Linked DNA regions of Gossypium hirsutum: regions 1 and 2 are each linked to region 3. A link is a contact called in public Hi-C data. All regions are on one chromosome and are shown on one strand. Each heading gives the region's core, a stretch centred on a gene start, on an enhancer-like site or on the middle of the called end of the contact. The rest is flanking DNA. Distances are from core to core; before and after follow the strand shown.

Region 1 (2,885 bases), core at 355-2,854, 310 kb after region 3:
CAGCCACCAAACATCGGGTACCTAGGTTCAATCAATAGTTCCGTCTACAAAGACAAATGGTACTTCAATAAGAATAAACTACCAAATGATAGATGCTCTTAAATCCTACTCAGCAATATAACCTTTTTGGAGTCACCCCTCAGATGAGATGTTGATATATTGCCAATTTCATCCCTGTAATAAACAGAATGTGCCCTTGGTGGCAAGTTTGCAACAAGATACCTAAAGGCCGATGCACCACGAACGTTGGGTCTGGCCTGGAAATCAAGCCTGTAGTGTCAAAGTAATAATTCAGAAACAAACTTCCAACCCGGCACGGTGCTCACCATAATCCATAAAAAGGTAAAGATATGAAGTAACCTGGAAAATTCACCCTTGCTCTGGGCACCACCATGTATGAGCTTGTAATGCTCAGTGACTTGCACATTACCCCAATGGGAAATTTCTATCTCTCTCACCAATTCATGAGCAACAGCAAAGGGTAAATTGCTTTCAAAATGAACTGCTATGGGTGAGTACGAGAATGAAGGAATATTCTCATAAGGACCATATTTGATTTCTGAACCATGAATCTTTGTGTTCTCCAGTTTTGTATAGGATTCAATTCTAGAATCAGGCAATTTAACACTTAGAGACTGAACCTTCACAGCATAAGGAGATAGATAGTGTGCACTATCCTGGTATAGTACAAGCTGAATATCAGCCTGAGTGATTTGCTCAGGAATAGGTCGCAAGGCATGGGTAAATACGGCCAAGACATCAAAAGTGAAGCTATCACCCTCAGCTAATCCCTTAGGCAAAGATACTGAATAGAATGTCAAAGCAGCAGGCATGTCTTTTGGGTTGGCAGCCTCAACAGGGAGAACAACAACAGGGTTTTTTCCTTTCCCTTTCCCTTCATGTGGAGTAGCAATCAAATATGCCATATTTTTGGCTTGTTGCTCAGGAAAAGCCAGCAAAACCTTGGACTCCTTTTCGGAACCTGCATTCTCCACCTAAAGGACAATATAACAGCACATTAAAGAATAAAGCCGAAAAGAGATAATAGAGTTGAAAGCATTAGCAATTTGAGAATGAAAAGAAAAGTGAGTGTTACTGAAGCACCTTCATAGTTGAAGAAATCCGAACAATATGTGATGTCAAATATATCTGCAACACATAGGGACGCTTTTAACATAAAAACTTTACAGATACAACTATTGTAGCAGTTCAGATCAACCCAAGAGATGATGTTTCAGATGGATAAAATCTTCAGAAGCAGCCGTGAACCAATCAGAGAAATGAACTCGCAAGGAATACTATCAATAATATTAAACCCTAGAAAGCTGGGAAATTTGAATAGAGAAGGATAAAAACTTACGCGTCGATCGACTTTGGAAAGGACCAGATCGGAAAGTGCGGGTGATGCCAAAATTGCGATTGTAAGCATAAGGAAACAAAACCCGAAACTCTCCATTGTCGGGAAACTGAATCTCTACTGCACTTGACCCCTAGTTGACTCCTTTTGTTTCTGGTTCCTGTAGTGAACGGAGGGCTCTTTTGGTAATCTATTGTTACCTTGTAGGCTAAATTACATTGCTATTCCCTCAATTACTAGTTTCCTTTTTTTTCAAATGAGAAATAATAAAATAGTCATTATATATTTTTTATCACCCATCAATTAAAGATTAATGGAAAAATAACGTATCTGCTTTTAAAACTGACATAGTAATAATTTTAATTTTTAGACATTTATACGTTATGTTAATTTAGAATTTATTTTAAAAAATATAATCATCAATATTTACATATTATGTAATTTAATATTTTTGCATTTTTGTGACTTTCTCACTTGAAAAACTAAAAAAATATTAACTAAATTTGATCAAAAGTATACTAAAAATAGAAATACAAAAAAACCTAATATCATCATTTTTACTTTTTCTCATTCTTTAATTTTGATACTCTAATTCTCTATCGTTAGATTGAATACTAGTAGTTGAGATGACTCAATCATAGTCAGTTCCCTCTTCACAAATTTCATAAAATCCGTACTTGATTCATTTGAAGTCAATTCAACTGAGTTGCTCTTGTTATTGTCATCATTAGCTTTAATGTCTCCAACGAACATAGAGAGTCTTGCTACTCGTTCAATTAACCCACTATATAAAAGAAAATAAAAGTGCTTTTGAATCATCAACTTCCAAAAGTTGAAGTTGCAATAAACTTAATTGAGTCTAGTGAGTGGATAAATTGAAAGGTTTACATAACCATGAGTAAACTTGCATTATCGATAGCCAAAACTGACATCAAGCGATGAATTTCACTAGTAAATATGAGCATTTAGAGTGTTCTCACTTCATCCCTTTGTGGCATTGCCCCTACATTTAACTCAATGGAAAAATGAAGAACAACAACAAGAAACAAAGTTACCTAAAATTTGTAAACTAGCCAATTCAATTCATTGAAAATAAAAAGTACCCATTTCATTAATTCAACCTAATTTGAAGTCTAACAACTTAAAGAAAAAAAAACCTTCGATTTGCTTCATCAATGGCAACCAACTCAAACAAACAAAAAAAGTGAATTAATTGTCATCGAGAGATATCAAGTTCTCAACCATTTAAAGTATAACGAAATCAATGTATTTGAGAATTATCTAATTTAATAAGAATTTAAAAAATATATTTTAATTTTCTCATCATGTATTGAATTATATTTTCATGTAAAACAGGATAAATTTAGGTAATGTGTAAACATTAAGACCTATTTTTTAAAGAATTAAGATTAAATTGATAGAATATAGAAACATTTAGGGTTGAACTTGTTACCATGCCAATTTTAAAAGATGTCATGTCATATTTCCATTAGCCATCTAACAACTAGTGACTAAAAAAGGAAAAATC
Region 2 (2,785 bases), core at 159-2,658, 400 kb before region 3:
ATCCAAGCTTCTTAGGTCTAGGTCTCAATAGCTGTAACAGTAAGGAAACAGAAGCAGAGGTGCACAGGAATTGATCAGCAAGACGGATTACATATAGATCCAATTTTGAAGGTAGATGAGAATGGAACTTACAATACGATCTTCACCATAAAGTTTCTGCAGTTGTTTCACAACTTCCTGAGTACCATCAGGGCTCCCATCATCCACAACAATTATTTCAAAATCTACATCCCTACTCCAGGCAATATCACAAGTAGTTACATAAATATGACAGATATTGCAAACTACCACAGTATAAGAGGAAAGGTTTTTAAGGTAGGTACACTTATCTCGCGAGTGTTAGGCCAGTTACATTGTCATTAATTTTATATGAAAATAAATCCTTTATGCCCCATGACAGACACAAAGCAATGGCATAGTGGGAAAGGTGGAAACTAATTCAAATAATGTACTGATTTGTAGTGAAAACTTTGGCCCCAAGAACATCAAAATTTGAGAAGTTTTAACATATAGCCACTTGAATTTACAAAGACTAGAAGAATACTACTAAAAGGACAAAAAATAGGATCATTGATTAAACTCCTACGGTTTAATTTCACAAGGCTGTTTAAGTGTATAATTAATTCATATGTATAGGCACCAAATCCGGGGGGAAAGTGTAGAGTTATATAAAAACAACAGGCGCTTCAATATATTGCCGGATAATTTATTTATTCCAGAAAACAGAAACTAAATATGACAGTATTGTCATATTTATGTATACTCATTATCCAATTCAAATCATTTGCATAAAATGAAAATACTGAACGGGACGCCACTTATAAACTCGATGAATACAAGAGGGGCAGAAGAAAGAGCACGAATTTGAGATATGTAATCAGATCTCGATAGAGCACGTTAAAAATACTAAAATTAAGAGTTCAGCGATCAAAGAAAAAAAAAATTTTAAAGGAGAGAGAATTGAAGTTGGGAGAAATACCGGAGATGTTTGAAGATGAGATAGACGATGAGAGCAATGTTGAGGCGCTCGTTGTAAGTAGGTACTATTATGCTGTACTTGTTCTTCTGCTCCATTTTTTCTTCTTCTGTGTAAATACCTTGGCCTAAATCTTTATTTTCTGTGTTCTTTTGTTTCGCTGACTCATTTCTCATTTGAATTTTTCAACGATGAATCGGGATGCTGACTTTTGCTTGCTAGACTACCTTGAAATTGGGCTAAGGCCTAGGAACAAAGCAGGCCGCTTCAACCGAGAAGGTACCAACTCGGTTAATCTCATAGCCGGACTCCCATAATTGAGCTACAATGCTGCAAAAGAATAAAATGCTAAATGAGAATTTTTTATTGGTTAAAATACTAAAAATCCCTCGAATTTTACTCAAAGTTTGCAGAATCCTATCTGGTCCAAATAACGGCAACTTTTTATTTCAAATGAAAGTTTATGTAGGTATGAATTAAAGATTAAGGATTTATTTTAGATATAACTAAAAAGTGAAAAAGATTTACAAGGCTAAAAGTATTAGGGAATTTTTTATATTAAAAGTCTGATTACATTTATTCTTTCACTTAAAATATGGACAAATTGATTCTGTACATTAAATCAAAAAATAAACCGGATCTTTTGATTATTCCATCACTACACCAATTGTTAGCGTTATAAATGTACAAAAATTTTAATAAAAAAATTAATTTATTCTTTAATTTAATATACAAAAATTAATTTACCTATTTTTTAAGTAGAGGAAAAAAAGACAAATGAATTCCTTAAACTTATAATACGTCTGCCACTTACAAGTTGGTTAAGGATTTAGTTAAGTGTATACAAAGTATACATATTTATATAAATAAACTAGTAAAGTGCAGGGTTTTATTTATTTATTTTATTTAATATTTTAACCTTTGTTTTATTGAAGTATTTCAGCTCATAGCGTTGAAGTTGAAATCTCATGATCAGACATGGGAATTTCGATGCAATAACTAGTAATTAAGCAGACTATACTGTTGTTGTCTACATACAATTTACAAACTGCAAACAAAACTAAATCCCCTGCTTACTCATTCCTCACATTATTATTATTATTATTATTATTATTATTATTATTATTCACAAAACAAAAACCAGCACTTATTACGCATAGGGTTGGCGCAGGAGCCGAAAAGCTTAGTCGTCCGGGGTTCTGTCCTCCATCTCTTCCACTTCCGGCTCATCTAACTTACTTCCCACAATCTTTTTGTCTAGCACAGAAGCTGCTGGTTCTTCAATACTTTCCTGCTTTGCTCCATCTTTTTGCAATTCCTCATCGAAACTGGCGGTGTCACGGTCATTAGTTTCTTGTGGATTTTCTTTATCTCCATGATCAACCTGGGGAGAATCTTAAACAATCTGTCAGTTCAAGTTTTCATTCCTAGGCTCAGGGCCCATATAAACAGCCACAGATTATATCACCTACCAAGATAGCCGATTCCTCAGCATTCTTCTGCTTTGATGCATCCATTTCTAATGTCTCACTGACACTAATTACATTGATACCATTAGTTTCTTCTACACTTTCATCCACTTTATAATAAACCTGTGGAAAATTTGTAAGAAATCTGTCAGTCCATGTTGACCGTAGATACAGGCGGAGATTCGATGTCCATGATACCATATAAGGTTGGAAATCTATAATAAGCCTAAGTGCACAACAATAAATATACACAACTATCAATGCTAAGCATGGTCTGTGATGGATGATATGATATAATATAATCAGGAAGCCCAGGAAGTGATAATCATACCACACATGT
Region 3 (2,867 bases), core at 86-2,585:
TTTAAGAATTCCCATAAATGCCTTTTCATGAAAGTCGGGATTGATTTTTACCATGAAGTGTGTGCGTAGTTTTGGATACTTTTTCTCCCTGCAAACAAGACAACATATTTAACAACCCAAATAGAAACTACAGATGGAGATGGTTTGCCTTGTTCATTGAAGAATTGGTGATGAAAAGTAGCATTAAAATGAGCAGAAATAAAAAGTAGAATTATTATTTTGTTTTTGATAAGCGAATTATTCTTAATATTAAAGAAAAGACAAATTGAAGCTTTTGGGTCTTCAGACATGATGGTCTGTGCATATCTTATTCTGCACATAAATAAAGGCCAGATAAATACAAGATAATAAAGAATAAAATTTGTAGAATTAGGAAATAAAGAAGATTTTCAAGACAAAATCAAGTTTTCCGAAAATAAAAAAATAAAAAAAAAGTAAGATAAATATCAAATAACCAAAAAAGAAAAAAGAAAAGCACAGTTCACGACTTAGTCAAACCTGTCCAATGTCCATAATCTCCGATCCAATCACAAGAATGCAATTCACGCGCGAAATCCAAAAGTTCAATTTCAAAAAGGAAATAAATAAAAATATCCAAACAAAGTATAGGAAAATCTCTCTTTTTCTTTTCTTTTTTCGTTCTTCTTTTGTCTGTTTTTGTTTCAAAAGACATCACTTCCAAAAACCCACAAAAAGCTATTTTGATTTTTTATATATATTCATGGATAACTAATCACCATTTGATCAGATCTAGGACTGAGGGTGGTAACCTTTCGTCGCTTGAGGGATGCCTCGGGATCGCCACCATCCGCGTTCGAATCGGAACCGCAGGAGGCCGAATTGTGCGCCGAAGGAATCGGATAATGGTGATGATTACGAGAAGAATTGAGGCCGAGCAATAGCTTATGCTTCTTCTGTTGGCGCTCGTCGTCGTCGTCATCATCATCATCATCACCACCTCCTCCGGCAATCCAATCGGGAATTGGGGAGCCTCCGTGGAGATTGGGGTTCCGGCGAGCGGATCGACGGCTGGAATTGGTAGAAGAAATAGTGTTTAGGACATTTAGGGGGTTTTGTTGAAGCGCTTGCTGCTGTTGATGTTGTTTGAGAGAGCGTTTCTGGAGTTCTAAGAGGGAGGGTCTTCCCTTCTTCCTCTTCATTGTCTCTGCTGCTATCTCTCCTCCAATCTCATTACTGTATTCTTTTTTTTCTTGCCCTTTATTATTTTTGTTATTTTTTAATGGAAATATTGGTGTTTTTTTTTTCTTTGATGGAGCAAGGGAGTGGAATCACTGGGATAGGATGCCGGCGTGGAGGGAAAGTCACGTGAAATGGATGGGATGTGCCCCACTCTCACGTGACACGAATTTCATTATTTACATTAAATTTGTAATATTTTTTTATAATATAAATCTTTGTTTAAAAATTTTAATGAAATTCTTTAAAAAATAATTATTTTAAAAATTTTAATGAAATTATTTAAAAAACAATTAATGAATTGAAAAGGTAATGTAATTATAAAACTTTTTTTAAAATATTTAACTAATTTAAAATCAATTATATTAATGTTATATAATTTTAAAAATATTTATTAGTAAAATAATACAAAAAATCATCATGATTTGAATAATAAAATATTATAATTTAGATAATATTATTATTAATTTCTTATATATTAATTCTTTTATGTATTATTAACATTTGATTTTTTATAATTTTATATTTATATTTATTCTACTTTAGTCGATGAATGTAATTAATTTTTACTATAATTGAAAAATATAAATTTAATTTGATAAACATTATTAATATGTTTTTTTTTTAATTATATTTTCAGTTTAACAATTTAGGGCACGTTTAGTTCACTAGAATAGAATAGAGCTATAATGTAATAAAGTTACAATGGAATAGAGCTGTAATCAGTAATTCAATTATTTGGTTGAATTTAATGAAATATAACTGTAATTGTATTATTGTGTTTGGTTGAATGAAATAGATATGTAATAGCATAAAGAAAAAAAACTAAAATGACCATAATACCTTTACCAGAATTTTGTTTAGATGTGGTTATTAAATTTTAATAAGATTATTATCAAATATAATTTAATAAAAATAAAAATAAAAATAAATAATTTAATCCTATTTTAATATAATTATTATTAAATATAATTTAATAACATTCTTAATATAATTATTTTTATATTAATTTATATTAAAATGTTTTTTATTTTTATATTTAATTATATTAAAATATTAAAAAATTTTATTTACTATATTTTAAAATAGTACACTATTATTTGAATGCATTACTTCTCAAGTTATCTCAATTTTATGATTTCAACTAAAGTTTCATTTGTTATTTATATAATTTTTATATAAAACTTTTTACCTATGTTATAATCTAAAATTAATTAATTGTATTAAACACAAAATTTTTATTAAAAAAAGATAAAGTCACAAAGCATCCAAAAGAAAAAGAGCATCTATTTATTTTTCTTTTTTCAACTAAAAGAAACAAAAAATGTTTGTTTATCTACCTTATAAAATTGGAAAAGGTGAAGTTAATGAGAAACAAATAAAAATGTTTGTTTATCTACATTATAAAAACAAAAAAAACAAAAATGTTTGTTTATCTACATTATAAAATTGGAAAAGGTGATGCTAATGAGAAAGTTTTGCATTAATGGTTGCTTTAAAGGAAATGATTAAACAAATTATATCAAATGATATAACCCCAAAAGGCACAAGATTTGGCTACTCTTCATTTCTTCTAACAAATGAAAAATTTCCCAAAATAATGGATCATAAACAAATAAACAAAAGGTCCATTAGAACATAAAAACCCTATTCTCAATCTCATAGCTCTC

What was found. Hi-C and Micro-C count contacts between places; a contact is called where the count stands out from the background.
Region 1: a contact with region 3 is called in a Hi-C map of leaf, with 2.3 times the contacts expected there. The contact joins the promoter of LOC107910300 here to the promoter of LOC107910682 in region 3. A contact is called at or near these places in 3 of 34 Hi-C or Micro-C datasets (leaf and petal).
Region 2: a Hi-C map of leaf shows a contact between it and region 3, with 4 times the contacts expected there. The contact joins the promoter of LOC107910686 here to the promoter of LOC107910682 in region 3. A contact is called at or near these places in 8 of 34 Hi-C or Micro-C datasets (callus, hypocotyl, leaf and 1 more).

Annotation. Positions count from the first base shown.
Region 1 is chrD02:24,682,933-24,685,817 of Gossypium_hirsutum_v2.1, forward strand. It overlaps LOC107910300 (dolichyl-diphosphooligosaccharide--protein glycosyltransferase subunit 1A), which reads right to left and starts at 1,605. Exons shown (of 10, transcript XM_016838110.2): 1 at 1,361-1,605; 2 at 1,105-1,149; 3 at 361-995; 4 at 123-270; 5 at 1-44. The coding sequence starts at 1,456.
Region 2 is chrD02:23,978,162-23,980,946 of Gossypium_hirsutum_v2.1, forward strand. LOC107910686 (dolichol-phosphate mannosyltransferase subunit 1) reads right to left here and starts at 1,409. Exons shown (of 9, transcript XM_016838645.2): 1 at 980-1,409; 2 at 133-232; 3 at 1-31. The coding sequence starts at 1,152. It overlaps LOC107910685 (1,4-alpha-glucan-branching enzyme 1, chloroplastic/amyloplastic), which reads right to left. Exons shown (of 15, transcript XM_016838642.2): 13 at 2,777-2,785; 14 at 2,449-2,568; 15 at 1,962-2,360. The coding sequence ends at 2,160.
Region 3 is chrD02:24,375,737-24,378,603 of Gossypium_hirsutum_v2.1, forward strand. It overlaps LOC107910682 (bromodomain-containing protein DDB_G0270170), which reads right to left and starts at 1,336. Exons shown (of 9, transcript XM_016838639.2): 1 at 738-1,336; 2 at 52-88. The coding sequence starts at 1,160.